Regions from separate parts of the Ovis aries genome. Here region 2 is linked to region 1. The links are chromatin contacts, called in public Hi-C maps. All regions are on one chromosome and are shown on one strand. Each heading gives the region's core, a stretch centred on a gene start, on an enhancer-like site or on the middle of the called end of the contact. The rest is flanking DNA. Distances are from core to core; before and after follow the strand shown.

Region 1 (3,130 bases), core at 449-2,948:
CCAACTATTTTAACTGTGGGCAAGGCACTTTACTTCTTTGCGCTTGACTCCCACACAATGGCCTATAAAACTAGTCTTTGGCAGTTTGTTCCAGCTTTTCTGATATTCTGGTTTAAATCTTATCAGGAAGCAAAGACAGCCTCCTGCTATGTTAGTTCCTTGGGTTGGTTAACCCTTAGCATGGTCCAGGCACCAGGGGCGGTGGTACTGGAGATATATCATTTGGCATCCGGGCTCTGGCTTGAAAGGTTGAAGGTTTTCCAGAGAAAACAAGACCAAGTGCAGAAAGCCAGAACAGCCAGTTCGGTGATACTGGGGAAGATATGTGTGGAGCAGAGGCGCAAAGGAGACTCCACCAGAAAGGGAGGGCTTGAGTACCAACTTCACTATATCCCCTATCATATGTTTGCAACTTATTTATGCTTTAAGAAATATCCCGGCCCAGATGCTTCATAGGGTGTTGAACTGCAGGTTTGATTGCCAGACATTTCTCTCATCTGGTATGTATGCCAGCAAGCCTTGTCGAGTTACATTACAAGAGAAGACCATAATGTGTTCAGTTTACCAGGAGAACACTTTTTGGAAAGAACTGTGTGTCTCTCCAGGTTTCAAATGCAAGCTCCTTGGGGCTTGTTATATTGGAGACATATTTTATCTTCCCAAACGTGTCTGAGCTCAGACAGGATGTATCATGCCTGTGGGCTTAACAGAAGACTTGCTGGGTGATTGAATTAACTTCTCATTTCTTCTGGGCTACACAAAATGGGAAATTAAAAAAAAAAAAAACAAAAACAAAAACGAAGAAGCGATTTGCTTCCCTCCTTGTTTCTTGCTGGAAGCCTTTGTAATTGTTCTTGATGTGGTTAAGTTCAAGTGGTTTCCAGTTCAGGCATGGTGCAATCAGATTTCCTCACCAGGGTGCTTTTCCACTGTCACCTCTTTGACGTCAGTAGCTGTTCCTGTTGATCTGAACTCCCTATTCACCCTGTAGATGACTTCGTCAGAGAAAAATCATAAAGCAGGAGGCACTTACAAGAAATGCAGCACAATGCTGTCTATTCCTGGAGGTTTCCTTTCGCTTGTTCACAGCTGGTCAGTTTGATACCAGATTGATATGTTACTTATTTAGAAGTAATTTCAAAGTAGTTCTTAGAATTTGGATGAATAAGTATAGATGTGGCTCCCAGCCTAACATTATCTTCAAACAATAACTAAATTAGTCTTTAACTTTAAATGTTGTTTCTATTCCTGGAGTTATTTCCAAAAGGTAACCTATATCCTCACTATAAATACATGTTTTGGTGAAATTTACATGTGTCAATGGCAGTGACTATGGGTTCTTGCTTTAAACAGAAAAATCTTTCTCAATCTGTTTATGAGAACAAATGAACTCCATCAAAGGGGAGAATAGCCACTGTAAGAAGTCCTGTAAAGTTTGCAGTTCATGGGGGAGCACATTTGCCTTGCAATAATAATTGTGATTATAATAAAGCTCTTAAAATAGTATGAATTGTCATCTAACATTAGAAAAATGAAAAAATTTGTTGGAGAGGAAACTTTGGTTAATGTGACTTGGCTTACCAAATCTAGTTTCGTGACCCCTTGTTCAGTAGTCAGGTCAGAGAAAGATAAGTCCTCCTTTCAGGTCAAGGCCATGACCATGCAGTATTAGGAAGTGCTCCTGCATTCCAGCAGCTGCCCTGGGCTCCTCCTGACTCCTTGAACCCTCGAGAATCCTGTCCTGAACTGAGGATCAGGGAGCTGCTGCGGTAGCATTTCAGCTGCTATTTCGTTCCCGTGTACTTGCCAGGCCGAGTGCTCTGTTGTGAGCACCATCTCTGCGTCCACAGCAGGTGGTTCTCTAGTCTGCAACCCCCATCCCAGGGGCCAGAGCCCCAGGAGCAGAGAGCCAGCGTGGCTGCAGCCTGGGGGAGGTGGTGATGAGGAAGAAGATATCAATAGTACTACTACTAATGGTTGCTTCCCAAGTGGCTCAGATGGTAAAGAATCTGCCTACAATGCAGGAGACCCAGGTTCAATCTCTGGGTAAGGAAGATCCCTTGGAGAAGGGCTTGGCACCCCACTCTAGTATTTTTGCCTGGAGAATCCCATGGACAGACAAGCCTGGCAGGCTACAGTCCTTGGGGTCACACAGAGTCGGACATGACTGAGTGACTAATACTCACTAATAGCTGGTAACTTTTATCCAGCACTTACTATGTGCCATGTACTGATTGAAATTCTAAGCTTAAATCATTTCATCCTCCAGTACCTGTCAGTTCAATCATCTGATTGTCCCCATTTTGCAGATGAGAGTTTTGAGGAAGAGAAAATAGAGCAGAGCAGGAACTGCTTTGGTATCTCGGGCTCCCTGGCTCCAGAACCCATGGTCCTGACCGTACTGTGCTTCCCTTTAGCTACACCAGGGACTTCAGTGCTGGGCACAAGGTCTTCCAGCTGTAACTTTGATCCTCTTTGTGGTATGTAGTAATAACAATAGTATCTATTTGTTGGGAATACTGTTGTGGGTCTGGTCCCATGCCAAGCACTTGGCTTCTGGTTAAATCTTCACACAATCAGTGTAATTAGAGATGTTATTACCCCAGATTTAGAAATCAGGAAACCTCCTGCCCCTTAAAATTTGGTGAATGTTTCAGTTAAAATTTTACTGGTAGAAAAAAAAAATAGGAAAATACTAAACCAGGGTCATTCAAAAAGGGAGACGTGAAAACAGGGATTCAGAGGTACAGTGGTATCTCATGGAACCCCAGGGCACATACGCCAGGTCTCTCCAGAGACCGGAAGCTGGAAGGGCGTGAGGGACCCAGACAGTTTCCTTCTCAGGCATCATGCTGTCTGTCTCTGCCCTTGTCCTTCCCCTTCATCTGCCCATCCAGGCTTTTACCGCTGTGATACACCAAGACTTTTCATGGGTTCACGTCACAAAGGCAGAAGCCTCCGCTCCCTAGTTCGTGTTTCCTCAGGTCCTGTGCACAGCACAGCCTACTTGAACACCCGCCCATCTCAGTTCCAATTTTCTGAGAAGGGGACTGGGGTGGGGCGGAATGCAGTGTGTCCAGCACTTACCTGTGTGACTGCGCCAGGACAGGTCTCAGAAAGGGCTCAATGA
Region 2 (3,130 bases), core at 463-2,962, 61 kb after region 1:
TGGTGTGCTGCATCAATGGGGTCACAAAAAGTTGGACATGACTGAGCGACTAAACAGTAGCAAAAAGTGGAAGCAACCCAAGTGTCCATCAACAGGTGAATGGATAAACAAAATGTGTTATATGCATACAATGGATTAGTCACCCTTGGCAAGGAAGGACATTTTGATGCTTGTTATAACATGGATGAACTTTGAATGCATTATGTTTAATGAAATAAACCAAATACAAAGGGACCTCCACTTACATGAGAACCCTAGAGTAGTCAGATTCATAGAGATAAGAGCAAAATGGTGGTTGCCAGGGGCTGGCAGAGGGGTTGATAGGGAGTTAGAGTTTAAGGGATGATAAATTTCAGCTTGGGAAAATGAAAAAAATTCTATAGATGGATGGTGGTGATGGTTGTACAACAATGTGAATATACTTAATCCCACTAAACTGTGCACTTAAAAATGGCTAAGAAGGTAAATATTGTGTTCTATATCTTAGCGACCCCATGGACCGCAGTCCACCGGGCTCCTCCGTCCATGGGATTCTCCAGGCAAGAGTACTGGAGTGGGTTGCCATAGCCTTCTCCGATATTATACCACAGTGAGGGGGAAATACCCTGGGATCAGAATCCAGTTTTTTCTGACTCCTAGTCCAGGGTTCTGAGCTAGCCTACACCTGGCCACTCCCCATTTTTATTCTCCTTTTCATTAATAAGCATCCTTTGCCTTTAGAGCCCCACATGTTTAGCACCCAAATAACTCCCTGATATGATTCTTTCCAACTGTCCTAGAAACATGAGCCACTGGAAGGAAGCTTCCAGGGTGCCATGTACTTAATGCTCACAGAGCATGAATCCGCCAACCATCTAACTTTCCATAAAATAAGATATAACGTTTAGGATAAGAATGTTAGTGTTATTTAAAGACTGTGCATTTGAGTCTTTCTCTATTGACCTGAGACGAGCCTGTGACCGTAAGAGAAACTGATACATGAGGGAATTAGGACCCCTGTCTCATTCCACCCAGCAAATACTTGTCAGAAGCTTTCGCTTGGCTTGGCCTTGTGTGGAGTGCCGGGAAGCAAAGCTGAAAAGACACAGCTTCTTCTGTTGCTCACAGCCTCATAGGAATGAGAACACGTAAACGGATACTTAGCTCGCTGCCAAGGACGAATGATCAAAGCTCTCTCTGGGGTCAAGGACAGGGAAGTGACATAAGGACAAGGCAGAGGAAGCAGCATCTCAGCTGGGCGTTGAGAAACAAAGGTTCAGTAGGGTAGACGGGGCGGCGGGGGGCAGGGGGCAGGTAGGGGAAGGATATTCTAGACAGAGGAACTAACTTGTGCAAGTACTCAGAGGGGAGCAGAGCATGTCTGTTCAAAGAAGTGCAGTCACCAGTTCCACCGTTGGTGCGTTAGGTGAGGGTGAGGCCTGGGAAAGATGAGTTTAGGACTTGGGACCTCTGAGGGGTCCAGGAGACATTCGGAAAGCGGTCTATTCCTTGCAGTTGGTCCCGTGGGTCTGGAGCTCAGGAGAGAGGTGGCAGGGGAGCAGACGTGGACGGGGGGAGAGGGTGAAGAGTGAAAGAGGGGGCCTGGGGACACCAGTGTTGAAGGCGTGACAGTGGAAGAGGATTCGCTAAGGAGGTTGAGAAAGAATGGCTTCGGGTGTGTAAACATCTCTTCTGAAGCCTTTCTGCTAGTTTGACTTGTGAAATAGGCTGGGGCTATTGCAGTGTGCTTTCCTCAGACACTGATGCTCACAGTCTTCCGAGTAGTGCTAGCCGGGTTCAGTGTTAGTCCTCGGCCAGAAAACCGAGGGCTTGGGAAATGCATCTGTTAGGAGCTAGGTAGGTTGAGACATTTTTAAGGACTCTGCACGAATTTTCATTTTGTTTTGCAATTCCAGATCAACGTAAGATACCTTGCTTCCTTTAAAAATATGGACTTCAGGCCTTTCCCAAGGATTTTGTAACCATCTGTGATTCTAGGGGGCTTACTGACTTCAAAAGTTCCTAATGTTATGAACCTGGAGGGTATCATGCTTAGGGAAATAAGTTAAAGGACAAATATTGTAGGATATCCCTTATATGTGGAATCTAAAAAATACAACAAACTAGCAAATGTAACAAAAAAGCAGCAGACTCACAGACATAGAGAACAAACTAGTGGTTACCAGCGGGCGAGGGAAGAGGGGAGGTGGCGAGACAAGGGGAGGGGATTAAGAGGTGCAAGCAACTGTGTATAAAATATATATAAGCTACAAGGATATATTGTACAACCACAGGGAATATAGCCAATATTTTATAACTATAAATGGAATAGAATCTATAAACATTTTAATCACTGTGATGTACACCTGAAACTAATATAACATTGTACATCAAGTATATTAAAAAAAAAAAAAAAGAGTTCCTAATGTTGACTCCACTGGGTGTTAAAATCCCCAAACTATCAGGAAGTCATGCGTGCTCTTCTGGATTGTAATCATTTGTCATGGAGCTTGGTGACCATTAGAAACTTAAACACAGAATTTCAGAGATGGAGGATGTATAAAAATAGTTTGTCTAAATCGCTGGTTGGCAGGGGAAGCAACCTCACATAATAGAATGGAAAGAACACACACTAGTCTGAGGGTCACAAGACCTCTACTTGCCACTGCTGCCCAGTCTTTATTCCTTAATGCAGTGATGATAACACCTCTGGTACCCACTTCAAATGGGGTGGCACCATGAAAGCATTTTCAAAGTGGTAGGCACAATGCAGAAGGTGTTAGTATTATTAAATTATGAGTAGTAATTTCACAGCACACTGAGAGCTGTCATTATCTTCATCCTCTCTTTGAACATCCACCAACACCATCAAGATTATTAAGTGCTTAATTGTACATGAGGCTGTGTTAGCTTTTTATTTTGGAGAGAGCTGTGTTTCTGTTTTCCCAGGAGCCTTTTTTTTCCAATTAAAATTTTTTTCTTATGCTTTTTTAAAATTGAAGTGTAGTTGAGCTACAATGCTGTGTTAGTTTCAGGTGTACCGCAGAATGACTCAGATATATATATATTCTATATGTAATGTATATAATATATATCATCTTCCATATTCTTTTCTGTTATAGGTTATTACAAGATGTTGAATATAGTTCCC

The links. A called contact is a pair of places that touch in the nucleus more often than the background predicts.
Region 2: a Hi-C map of tail adipose tissue shows a contact between it and region 1, with 1.9 times the contacts expected there. The contact joins two enhancer-like sites. A contact is called at or near these places in 7 of 16 Hi-C or Micro-C datasets (blood, hypothalamus, muscle and 3 more).

Annotation. Positions count from the first base shown.
Region 1 is chr7:71,664,128-71,667,257 of ARS-UI_Ramb_v3.0, forward strand. All of the region lies in intron 9 of PRKCH (protein kinase C eta), which reads left to right. Among named protein-coding and RNA genes, the nearest start is that of PRKCH, 160 kb to the left of the region's middle. Within about 2 kb of position 1,699, at least 10 of the 54 cell types and tissues checked have an H3K27ac peak or open chromatin away from gene starts, as enhancers often do. A contact at or near this core is called in tail adipose tissue, where this site is marked.
Region 2 is chr7:71,725,544-71,728,673 of ARS-UI_Ramb_v3.0, forward strand. The region is part of intron 12 of PRKCH (protein kinase C eta); the gene reads left to right. Among named protein-coding and RNA genes, the nearest start is that of HIF1A, 180 kb to the right of the region's middle. Within about 2 kb of position 1,713, at least 8 of the 54 cell types and tissues checked have an H3K27ac peak or open chromatin away from gene starts, as enhancers often do. A contact at or near this core is called in tail adipose tissue, where this site is marked.